Linked DNA regions of Athene noctua: region 1 is linked to region 2. Evidence: chromatin contacts called from public Hi-C data. All regions are on one chromosome and are shown on one strand. The core of a region is the stretch at or near the end of the contact, and the rest is flanking DNA. Distances in the headings are between cores, read along the strand shown. Region 1 holds the start of IER5L (immediate early response 5 like). Region 2 holds the start of NTMT1 (N-terminal Xaa-Pro-Lys N-methyltransferase 1).

Region 1 (5,786 bases), core at 2,572-5,071, 130 kb after region 2:
GTTTCTCTTGCCAGCTTGTTTACTCTGCAGCTGAGAGCAGCGGACCGCCAGGTTTTGCTGCTGGAGCCTGCTGCAGGATCGACGGCTACAAAACCGGCCCTGGCACCAGGACATCAGCAGGGCTGGACCGACTGTGGTACAGCTGCACCGTCCCCAGTGCAGGGCCAGCCCCACGGCGCCCGCGCCGCAGCCAGGCCCCCAGGACCAGCAGTGTGGACACTGGGAAACGTGGAGCTCCAACCCTCCAGACAGCAGATCCTGGGCCCATCCTCCTTTCCTTTGGGGAAATAATGGTACTCGCCACTTAACGGCCAGTTAAAAGCTGCAATTACGTTTAACCGAGATGGTTTTAGACCAAGTGTCCCCTACGGCAGTAGGGTCCTCAGGGCCCTTTCCCATGGGAAGGGCACGCAAACCCCAGCAGAGTCCAGGGAATAGGGATGCTGGACAGGACATAGAGATTTGCCTGGGAAAGGCAAGCACCAAATCATCCTGCCCCAGCTTGCTTCTGCAGAGACAGAAAATGGACAGGACTCGTTATCCTCTTAGAAAAGCAGAGCCTACAGTCTTGTGCCAAGACAGGTATCAGCCAGATTCCTGTCTCCAGGAGATTTTGGAGTCCACAGGCCAAACTGAAGCAGCACAGCTTTCGCAGCACACAGCCCATCCCGGCTCTAGGATTAAAGCCATCGTATCTGCAAACAAAACACTCGCACTCTCCAGGAGAGCCAGCCGGGGAGGAGAGAGAACCTGCAGCCACCGCCAGCCTCACCAGCTGCAACGCGGTGCCCGGCAGTCAGCGTGAGGATCAGGCCCATGTTTTATAGCCTTTATATTAATTACCCGGAGTCTAAATAAGATTAAAGCTTTAATTCTGTCTTCATCTCCTAGAGGCTCACGCTGTGCTCTTGGGTTTTCCTGGTGCCACGAAGCTTCTCAGGCAGCTACAGCAGAGGGCACTTCTCCGACAGCCAGAGACAGCAGCATCTCCCACAGCAGGGTTGCCCCACGATGCCCAAACAGCCTCGAGGACACGCCACCCTCTGCAAGACCCTCTGCACCTCCATAAACCCAGCACTGCTGCAGGCAGGGCCCTGTAAAGTCCACCTGATCCTTCACTTAAAGCCACGACCCGAGGCCAGCGGGGCCATGTGATGATTAAAGAGCAGAGGGCGAGTGCTGGGCAGTGTCCCGAGGCCACGCTGCAAGTCCGAGCCGAGGCGGAGGATGTCTGCCAGGGTGATGTTTTGTGGCTGGCACCATCCGCACTGCCCAAGACACCTTGTAGCAGCCGGCCGATGGGCAATTCAGGTTCTTAGCCTGGACCACCTAGGCTCAAGTTTTACAGCTGGAGATGGGCCAGGGAGCAGCGAATGCCAGCTGAGCAAGAGAGGCAATCGCTGCCTGTGCTGGTTGGGTGGAAGGTATGTCATGGGCTGGCAGCATCACTGCTTGTTGCCCTGGTTCCCAGGTGCCCAGGAGGCCACAGAAAACACTGCAGAACCACAGCTGGGGCTCAGCCCACCAACACCCTATGAAGGCAGAGCCTTTCATCTCACTGAGTGGGAGCAAGGCCTGGCTCCAGCCACCAAGGCACCCAAAGCTCAGCACTGGTCTGTGCAATGTGCCCCAAACCCCAGCCCTGCTGCACCCCATATTATCTGCACAGAGCAGCTCCGGGTATCACCTCCCGGATCTCCAGCTGCAGCACTGCCACAGCCATGGAAAAGCCAGCCTGCAGCCAGGAAGGATCACAAGGGAAAGGGACTGGGAGAGGAGAGGAAGGACAGAGCACAGTCCCCCATCTCCAATGCTGCCCATACCCACCACCTTGAGCTACAGACACCCTCTAGGACAGAGCTGTGATCATTTTCCACACTACAAACAAGGAAAGCGGGTCAAGAGAATCCTACAAGAGCTTGGGAATACACAGAGGGTCATTTGCCCCAGTCTGCATGGCTGAGAGCAGATTGTGGAGAAGGCTGCTCCACAAACAAGGTTGCACAAGCGAGGACTTAGCCAGCTGCCACTCAGGGGGCAATGAGCTGCTGTCCCACTGTCCCAAGTGCTCTTCCACAGGGAGAAAATCCTTTGTGGCACTGGGCCTGCTCCCATTCCCTTGGGTGAAGGACATGGGTCAGCTGAACCAGCAGAGTCCAGCCAGGCCAGGAAGCAAGCAAAGCCCTAGTCCTTTGAGCATGCCCCCATAGACACCACCCCCCCCCAAAAGTTGATGAGCCCAGTGACCACCTCGTGCAACTGCCCCTGTGGTTTGAAGGTTGGGCTGCACTGGTGGAAGTGAGGGCTTTGGAGGTTTTGTCTCTCCAGTGGGCTCCTCACAACCCGCAGACTGAAGGCTGCCTGCACTCGCCACCACGGTACGCACACCAGCACGTCCCCAGGCAGGGACTCAGCATGGGGAACCTCCGCAGGCAGGGGGGAAACCCCCCTCCTCTCTCCTACCTTCTGCTTTTGACGGAAGAGGCCATTTCAGAAGCAGCTCTGCAGCTCCCGTGGCCCCAGCACGGCAGTCCCTCCCAGGCTCCCCAAATCACGGCCTCTTTTTTCACCAAGACGTTGCAGCCCCCAGCTCTTACCTGCTGGCCAAGGGCCGCTCCTCTGTGGTGACACCGGCTTTCCTGAGTGCTGCTGCTCCCCGGGCAGACGGCTGGGTCCCTCCGTATTCGGGTCCTTTAAAGCATCATCATCCCCTCCTGCACCCCCCGACCCCCTCCCTCACACAAGGGCCTGCCCAGACCTGCCCCCCCCGCCATCCATACACCCTGTGAGGGGGCACCCATCGGAGCAGGGGGGCCACTGCCCTGCAGATTCACAACCGCTGCGTGTGACAAGGTGGGATGGGAGCCCTCGATTAGCCACAACCCGCGCGCTGGCCTGCTCCCACTTAGGGGGAAAACCAGGTGTGATTGGGGCACTCTCCGAGCAGGGGCTGATGCACAGTCCCGCTCCCGTGTGGGGGGAAACATCTGAGCGCTCTCCACCAAGCGTGGGGTGAGGGTGGGTGCTTGCAAGGCAGGACAAGGGGTGTCCCTGCCGGGGGCTGCTCAGGGTCGGGGTGCGGGGGGACCCCGCAGTGCTGGGGTGTCGCCAGCCCTTCCTGACCTTTGACGCGCCAGGACTGGGGCAGCCCAAAGCGGAGCGGGGAGCGCCGGGGTCTGCAGAGGGGGGCAAGGGGGGACCCCCAGAGGATGCCGGTACCACCAAGGGTGCTGGGGAAAGGCGGAGCCCCGGGGTGTCACGCACGGAGGGGTGCGGGGGGGCCGGTGTCCCCAGAGAGCAGAGCGGGGCGGCCTCGGGGCGTGCCCCCGCCCTCACGGCTGCTCGGGGCCGCCCAGCGGGGCGGGAGCCGCTCCCCGCCCGCTCCGCTCACCTGTGTGAGGGGAGCGGCGCAGAGAGGCGGCGCCCCGGCCCCCCGCCGCCGGCGGCCCCCCGCCGTTCCCCCCTCCCAGGCCCGTCCCGGCCGGGCCGAGCCCCCACCGCGTCCCCGCCGCCCTCCCGGGCCGCGCCGCGCCTGTCAGCGTTTGAACAGCGCCAGGGGCCCGCCTCACCCTTATTGGCCGCCGCGCCCGCCCGTCAGGCCGCCCGCCGCCGCCCCGTTGGCCGCGCTCTCCGGGGGGGGCGGGGCGTGGCCGGCGCGGCGCTATAAAAGGCGGGGGCTGGGCGGGCGGGCGCTCAGTGCCGCTGCGCGACAGGTACCGGCTGGCTGGGGGGGGCGGGGTGCGGGGGGGCGTGGCGCGAAGGGGGCGGGGCAGGCGGGTGCGCGCGCGGGGAGGGCGGGCGGGGGCGGCGCGCGGGGCGGGCGGGGGCGCGCGCGGCGCTGCCTGCGCTGCCTGCACGCGCCGTGCCTGCTCGGAGCGCGGCGGCGGCAGCAGCGGGAGCCACCGGCGCGCACGGCGATGCCCGCTCTGCTCCCGCCGCTGGCCGTCCCCTGAAGACACCCCTCTCTATTCCCCCACCCCTTCTCCAGCGACCTCAGGCTCTTTCCCCCCCTTTCCCCTTTCCCCCCCCTTTCTATTTCCCTCCCCCCCTTCCCCCCCCCCCCCCCTACGCCTCTTTATCCTCCTTTTTTTGCGACCCTCCGCACCCTCCCGGCTGCCGTGTGGATGCGGCCCGGGGTGCCTGGCTGCGCGGGTGGCGAGAGCAGATGCTGAGGGGCCGGAGGAGGATGGAGTGCACCCTCGATGCGCAGAGTTTGATCAGTATTTCCCTGCGGAAGATCCACAGCTCCCGCACGCAGCGAGGCGGCATCAAGCTCCACAAGAACCTGCTCGTCTCCTATGTGCTCCGCAACGCCCGGCAGCTCTACCTGAGCGAGCGCTACGCCGAGCTCTACCGCCGCCAGCAGCACTACCCCGACGGCGCCCCGCTCCTCGCCATGCCCGCCTGCCCGCCGCCCGCCGCCGCCCCGCCGGAGCTGGCGGCTCTCCCGTTACCCGCCGACACGCAGGACCGCGAAGCTCGGAGCTGCGCGGCGGTGCGGGGCGGTGCGGAGCTGCTGGAGGTGCCGGTGTGCGCGGCGCCCCCGGAGCTGCAGCGAGCGCCTTGCAGAGACTCCTCGCCGGGTTTTTACCGGGCGGCCGGCAGCGCCGGTCCCGGTGGTGGTGGAGGCGGCGGCGGCGGCGGCAGCGCGGCCCCAGGGCTGCTCTACGCCGCCGGCTGTGACTTCGGGAGCGGCGGGGCGCCGCACTGTAGCAGCCGCACCACCGTGCTGGATTTGGACACTCACGTCGTGACCACGGTGGAGAACGGGTACTTGCACCAGGACTGCTGCTCGCAGTGCCCCTGCTGCTGCCAACCGGCACCGGGGCTCGCCTCCCCACCGCCCGCACCGGGCACCAAGCGCAAGTATTACCCGGGGCAGGAGGAGGAAGAGGAGGGGGTGGAGGAAGGGGAACCGGGGGGAGGCGGGGTGGCGGGCGGCCCCCCCTTCGCCCCGTGCACCAAACGCGCCCGTTTCGAGGAGTACAGCGCCGAGCACCCCCAGGACTCTTCCAACATCTCCAACTTGATCTCCATCTTCGGCTCCGGTTTCACGGGGCTGGTGAGCCGGCAGCAGGCGGACTCGGAGCAGCCCCTCAACGGGCAGCTGTGCGGCAAGCAGGCGCTGGCGAGCCTGGGAGCCTGGACTCGGGCCATCGTCGCGTTTTAGAGAGGAGCGGGGAGCAAAAGGGGGAGCGGGGAGGGAGAGGAGGGGGGTGGGGGGCGGCGTGGGGGGGCGGGGGGGTGTTTGCAAACCCCGGGGGTGCGATCCGAGGGACAGCGGCTCCGGAGGGGGGGACCCTGAAACAAAGGCGGGGAGAGGGGGGGTGGGGGTGGGGGGGGGTTGGGGAGAAGGGAAGAGGGGGGGTGGGGGGGTGCCGAGGGGTTCGCAGGGGAGGTGGGAGGGCAGAGCCACGCTAGTGTTTTATAAATTGTACAATAAAGAGAAAAAAATCTAAGATCTTGGGACTTTATTTTTGCAGAGATGGGGGGGGGGAGGAAACAAAACAACAACAACAAAAAAAGCAAACAAACGAAAACAAAACAAAACAGCCCCCGCCGAAGCACCTATTTCAGTAATCCTCTTTGTGTCCGCCCGGGTTCGCCGGGGAAGCGCCACGTGAGAACCGGCCCCGCCGCACCGGCCCCGGGACCCCGCGGCGGCGGGAGCGGCCCCGGCCCGGCGGCCCCGGCGGGGACCCTCCGCCCGCGGCTCGGGCGGCTTTGGGGTGCGGGGAGGGGGGGGTGGGGGGAGAGCAGCGGCTGCCGGTTCGCTTTTGTGCGAA
Region 2 (5,826 bases), core at 2,533-5,032:
TCTCATTTGCCTTACTCGCTTGTTGCTGTCAGCAGCAGCAAGTTCAAGAGCAGGAAAGGGTCAAACATCCAAGCAAGGAAGGGAGCCTGGCCCCTCAGAGAGGTGCTCTGAGCTCCGTTCACTAACAGGAGCCCTGTGACTGCAGTCAGCCACCTGCCAGGGCCCACAGAGCTGCCTCTTGCAGGGGGAACCCTCCTGCTCCTGTACAAAGCCCCCGAAGGCGCATCAAGCCAATGCGGTGTCTGACAAAGCCCACGTGCAGAAGTGCAACAGCAGGAAAATGTATTTGGCAAACACCTCTTTTTCACAAACAGCAGCAACTTGGAAGACAAAGCCCCGTCCTTGACACCAGCCCTGGAGAAGAGGGAGTTGTGACACCCTCGCTGCCATCAGCCACCCCACGGTGAAGGCACGGTCCTCACCCCTCCCGGCCCCGGCAGGAACCACCGTGCTGGCCCGTGCTCCGAGCTGGCCCTGGAGAGACCTTCTCCTGCCGCCCTCATCTCATGGCGAAGGTGTAGACGTGGTAGATCTCGTCGGGGAAGTTCTCCTGGCGCTCCTCAGCCAGGAGGTGCAGCCCAGCTCGGCGGATGATCTTCCGGACCACGTCCAGGTCCCGGCAGACGCTGCTGTCCACATCATCCATGATCACACCCTCCTGAGCCATGTTGTCCTTGATGACCACGATGCCGTTGGGCCGCAGGCCAGCGCGGCACCGCTTCAGGAAGTCGGAGAGGTGGTTGTCAGTGAGATGTCCTGGAGGAGCAGAGCAGAGGTTAGAGGGCAGGGCCTGACAGGGGTGGGAAGAGGGGAGGAGAGCAGGAGGCTGTGCTTGGGATCTCTCCTGATCCAGCAGCCAAATACTTGAGCCATTTGAAGGTGAAAGCTTTGGCTTGGGGATGTCCAACTTGTATCCCCCGGGCTCTATCCAACTCCATCCAACCAACACCTCTGCCCCAGCCTCAGAGGGCTTGGGGGAAAAGACCCCACAGTACAGTGCCCTCGGAGTGCTCCTCCATGGGGCAGGGATGAGGGGGTAGGTCCCCAACCCAGCCCCCCACCCATGCCGCGATGCTCATCCTTCATGCAGACCTCAAGCTGCTCTCCCCAAAGCTCTCCCCAGCACATGGGGCACCTGCCCCTCGAGCAAAGCGGGACAAGAGGACAGGCTGGTGAGACCCCGCAAACTAAGGGACCCTCACCGATGACCCACTGGATCCAGATGACATCGTAGGAGTTGGGCTCGGGGCTGAAGTCCTGGAGGCCGCAGCAGAAGTAGTTGCGCACCCGCCTACCCTCCTCTCCCAGGTAGCTCTTGGCCTTGGTGAGGAAGTCCTCTGTCACGTCCACCATGTCCACCGTCTTGAAGAGGGGCAGCAGCAGCCGCTTGGTGATCCGGCCAATGCCCGCCCCGCAGTCCAGAGCACGGGTTGTCCCTGTCCGGTTGGGACCGTCCTGGAACAACAACCATGAGGGGCTGAATCCCTCTGTGAGGTACCCACAGAGGACAAATGGGGCAACCATGCAGGATGCAGCCAGGCTACAGGGGACCCATTGCAGGGCAAAGCTCTCCCAGCACGCAGGCAATGGATGATCCCACGGAGCAGCTTGGAGGGAAGAACCCAGCTCCGTGCTGGGAGAAGGATGGGGCTTTGGGAGCATGACAGACTGTGCCACCTACCCGCAGAAACCTCTGCAGGAACTTCCTGGAGCTGTTGATGTCGATGCTGGAGATGTGGCCATAGCCCCCCAGCATGCCATCCACCGTGGCGGGCACATCCTTCCAGTATTTCTCTGCCTTGGAGTAAAACTCAAACTCGTTCTCCACTACCTCACTGGTCATGCTGGCCGAGGGGCACGTGCCCACGCGGGACTCGCTGCTCCTCCGAGACAGGGTAGAAACCACCAGTTAGGTCCGAAAGAGCCACAGGCACAAAGCCTCCCCCTGAACCCAGGAGGCAGGTGTCAGCTCTTTGAGTACCCCAGTTTCTATTCATCACCCCTTCCCCCTCCTCAGGGCTATCTCAAACCCTAAAAACCTTCAACTGAGAGCAAGAAGGAACGAAGATCTAAATCCTGGTATTTTCTGAAGGCCAACAAGCCCAAAAACCCTTCCCAGCAGGGATGCCTCGGCCTGACTAGGCATCCTGAAGCCTTGCTCAGCAATACCCCCAATTATATTATTATTTTTTTAAGGCTGACCCTCCCTTTCACCTATTCTGCCTCTTCTTTCCCTGTCTTAACGTTTTACAGATTACATGTTTATCTGTGGCGACAGCCCCATCAGTCACCTCCAATTACATCTGGAGTTGCTAAAAGTTATCCTAAGCACCTACCTCAGGATTGTAAATCTCAGCCGTGACCATAAGTTAGATATTTGCAATATAATAAAGTCAAGGTATAATCAGCAATACAAGCTATAAATCCCCCCCAGACATCTCATAATTCAAACCACTGTGGATTTGATTAACTGCGCAGGGGATTAGAAACTAGATTTAAGGTGGCCGAAGGGTAAATTCAAGGACTTCAAACACCTTTACAAATAAAGAAATATATAGTGTTCGTGGCTTGAATTTGCTGGCAAATATCCCATTAGACACAAAACCTTTTCTATGGCAGTTTAGGCGGTTTTGGTGGCCCCCCGAGGTCTTGGAAGAGCCTGTAGATGGAGCGGGGGGATGCAGCCTCTCACCTTACAGATCACCGGTTGAAATCCAGTTTGGCTTGGTGAGGCCAGGAGCCAGTCTGCGCTGTGATCTAAGGGAAGAAAAGAGGGGATTTTAGTTCCAGATCACCTCTCTGCTCCTAAGGCTGTGAGCGAGACTGACAGCAGCCCCACGGAGCTGGAGGCAAGAGTCACCCCGAGCCTGCTGGCCCCCTCCCGGGGCAGCAGTGGGGCAGGACCTGGTGCTGCCCCACAGTGGGGAGGCGGCAGGAGGCTGAGCCATGAGGGCAGCCGGTGCGTGGAGGGTTTTGGGCCCACTGCCTGATCTCATGGGCTGGGACCCAGGTTCGCCCTCCCAGCAGCATCACCCCTTCCTCGGCCCTGGGTTCGACTTGGTGACGCTTTTCAGGGTGTCATGGGCCCCCAGCATAGGCCGAGAGCACCCAGCGGGATGGCTCTACCCACCAGCATGGGCCCTGCTGCTGGCGCCCCCCCTTCCCGCTGTCCCCGGAGCCCCTGAAATGTGGCGGCTCCTCAGGTGACGGGCGGTCAGGTGAGGGCTACTACTCGCCCCACGGACCCCCGTAGCTAGGGGGAGAAGGTCACACCGGCCCTCCCCGCTTTTGGGCCCGTTCCCCAACCCCTGGGGCCGTCTGCGGGCAGGGGGGCGGCAGGGAAAGGCGGGGTGCGAGGTGTCCCCAGGACCAACGCCCGGGGGGGAGGGGGCACCGGTGTCCCATCCCCGGGGGCTGGGGGGTTACACCTGCCCCGCCCGTGGGGCTGAGAGGGGGCGGCTCTTGGTTCAAGGCCTACACCAGCCATTTCCCGGTACCCCCCATCGGGGCTGGGGACCCCCCGCGCTCCAGGACCGCGGCGTGGGCACCCCCCCGCCCCGGGAGCCCCGCAGGCCGCCGGGCTGCAGCCCTGCCCCCGGGTCGGGGGTAGACACCGGATCCGGCCCCGGCAGCTCCCCCGGCCCCGCCCGGCCCCCGCTGCTGCGGAAACGGGGCGGGGGGCGCCCGGTCCCGCCCGGCCCCTCGGGTCTGGCGGCCGCGACCCCCGACTCCCCCCCGGTTACCTCAGGCGGCGGCCGCGCTCTGTCCCCCCCGCCCCCTCACCCGCCCCCGCTGTGACGGGCAGTCGCGGGCACCAACCAGGCGGCGGCGTTCGCGGTGACGTCACGGTGAGGTCACGCCGGGGGGCGGGCCCTGCCGCGCTCTCCCACCGGCTGTCCTCGGGGGGGCGCCCCGGGGGGTCAGTTTGTCCGTTGTGGGTCAAACTGGGGAGGACTGGGACAGACTGGGGCGGCCCGCGGGGGAGCGCGGCGGGGTCCAGGGCAGCAGGAGGGTCCGGCCCCGCCCCGGTGGGGGGGGCCCGGTGCCCGCCACGTGTGTCCGCACCGTGTCACGAGTGGCCCCGGGGCTGCCCCCGCGGACGTGGGGCCGAGGCGGGGGGGTCCGAGGGGCGCAGGAGCCCGTCGGCGGTGACACGGCGGGGGGTGGCAGCGGGATGGCAGGGCCCGGGGCTGGGCGGCGGGGTCGGGGTAACCAGGACAAGGCAGCCCAGGGGTGTCGGGGTCCGGGTGCCCGCCTGCCCCCGGCCCGGCCCCGCTGCTGCCGCCGCCCCGTCCTTGTCCCGCCGTTGTCCTTGTCCCGGTCCCGTCCCGTCCCGTCCCGTCCCGCTGTGTCCCGCCGGGGCCGCGAGGGAGCGCTGTTGTCCCGCCGTTGTGCCGCCGCCGCGGGAACTTCGCTTCGTCCTGCCCGGGGCGGGGGGGACGGACGGACGGACCCCGGCCCCTTTGGGGGGACACCGGTCCCTTTGGGGGGCACCGGACCCTTTGGGGGGACACCGGCCCCTTTGGGGGGCACCGGACCCTTTGGGGGTACCAGCCCGGACCTTTCGGGAGGGAAGCTGCCGCCCACCCTCCCCCGGGATGGTCTCCGGTCGACGGACAACAGCCCACCCCATCGCCTCCCGTCTGTACCGCGGCCCGACGGGGCTGACCCCCCACACACACACTCCCGGGGATGGGGACCTGGCGCTGCCCGAGGCTTTGGGAAGGGGGTTGCTGTGGGGACAAGTGTCAGCGACAAAACTGGGCTGGCTGCAGCCGTGTTCCTGGGGAAAGGAGTGCGGTGTGGATTCTCCGGTGTCTAATACGGGGTGAGTCCTTCCCTCAGCAGGGCACTGGCCCCTCCCTCATTGTCCCCCCCGCGGACACCGACTTGCACAAAACCTGTAGGAACAAAACCTGCTTGAAATCATGCAAAACGATCGGAAGGTAGCAGCCAGAGGGACAACACTGCATAGGCACAGAGGGGGTGGGCCTGTTCCCACTCAGCCAGCACCCACCTACACCCCAAAATGTCCTAATGGCTTCAGCAAGGACTTGTTGGCCCCAAAACAGCTGCTTCCCCCACAGCCATCCCAAAATCCATGGCCCAATCAGGATGCGGCCTCGGTGCCAGAGCCCCTTGCCATCCTTCCACGGTGCCTCTGCGGAGGCCCCATCCCTGGGCAAGCAGCTGTCGCCCCCCGACAGCTTTTGGGTGTCCGGGTCCCCCAAGTCCCTGAGAAAAGACCTGAGTGTGCGGGGGGGTGGCAGCAACCCGCAGCGGGAGCTGGTGGCAGGGGCCAGCAGCGCGTGTTTAGTTGGCTGCTGAGTTGGGGAATGCATCGAGAGCATCTCTCCGCACAGAAAGCACTGCTTTTGCCCCATTTTGCCTTCCAGATCTTAAGGAAATGAGGTTATCTCTCACTGGGGAGGGGACACTGAGCACCAGGCCGCAGCACCCAGCTGCTCCCAGGTTGGGGTAGTGTCTGGGGAGGTGCTCGGCGGTGAGCCAGCACGGAACATCCCCCATGCACAGGCACCTCAATGACCAAAACCCACCAGTTTTCCCCTCACTGAAGCCACCAGCAGCAACTGCACGGCTCTGGTCATCACCTGCATTTTCAAGCAGGCCATGGGGCAGCCACATCCCATCCCTGCCACCTATTTCCCACAGGAGCCTGCAGTATTTGCTCCCCCCAGCTTCCCCCCAAAAGATATTTTTCTCCTTTTTTTTTACTGTGCTGCACTGGGGCTCCTGAAGACCAATTCCATTAAGCCCTAGGCACCCTCCTCCATCCTTGCCCACCACCAAAGCCCTTTGTGGTGG

Evidence for each region. Hi-C and Micro-C count contacts between places; a contact is called where the count stands out from the background.
Region 1: a Hi-C map of heart shows a contact between it and region 2, with 6 times the contacts expected there. The contact joins the promoter of IER5L here to the promoter of NTMT1 in region 2. A contact is called at or near these places in 2 of 2 Hi-C or Micro-C datasets (heart and liver).

What each region holds. Positions count from the first base shown.
Region 1 is chr20:6,476,334-6,482,119 of bAthNoc1.hap1.1, forward strand. It overlaps IER5L (immediate early response 5 like), which reads left to right and starts at 3,822. Exons shown (of 1, transcript XM_074923713.1): 1 at 3,822-5,195. The coding sequence starts at 4,166. The coding sequence ends at 5,170.
Region 2 is chr20:6,343,106-6,348,931 of bAthNoc1.hap1.1, forward strand. It overlaps NTMT1 (N-terminal Xaa-Pro-Lys N-methyltransferase 1), which reads right to left and starts at 3,783. Exons shown (of 5, transcript XM_074923666.1): 1 at 3,744-3,783; 2 at 2,693-2,757; 3 at 1,682-1,877; 4 at 1,203-1,455; 5 at 266-756. The coding sequence starts at 1,843. The coding sequence ends at 500.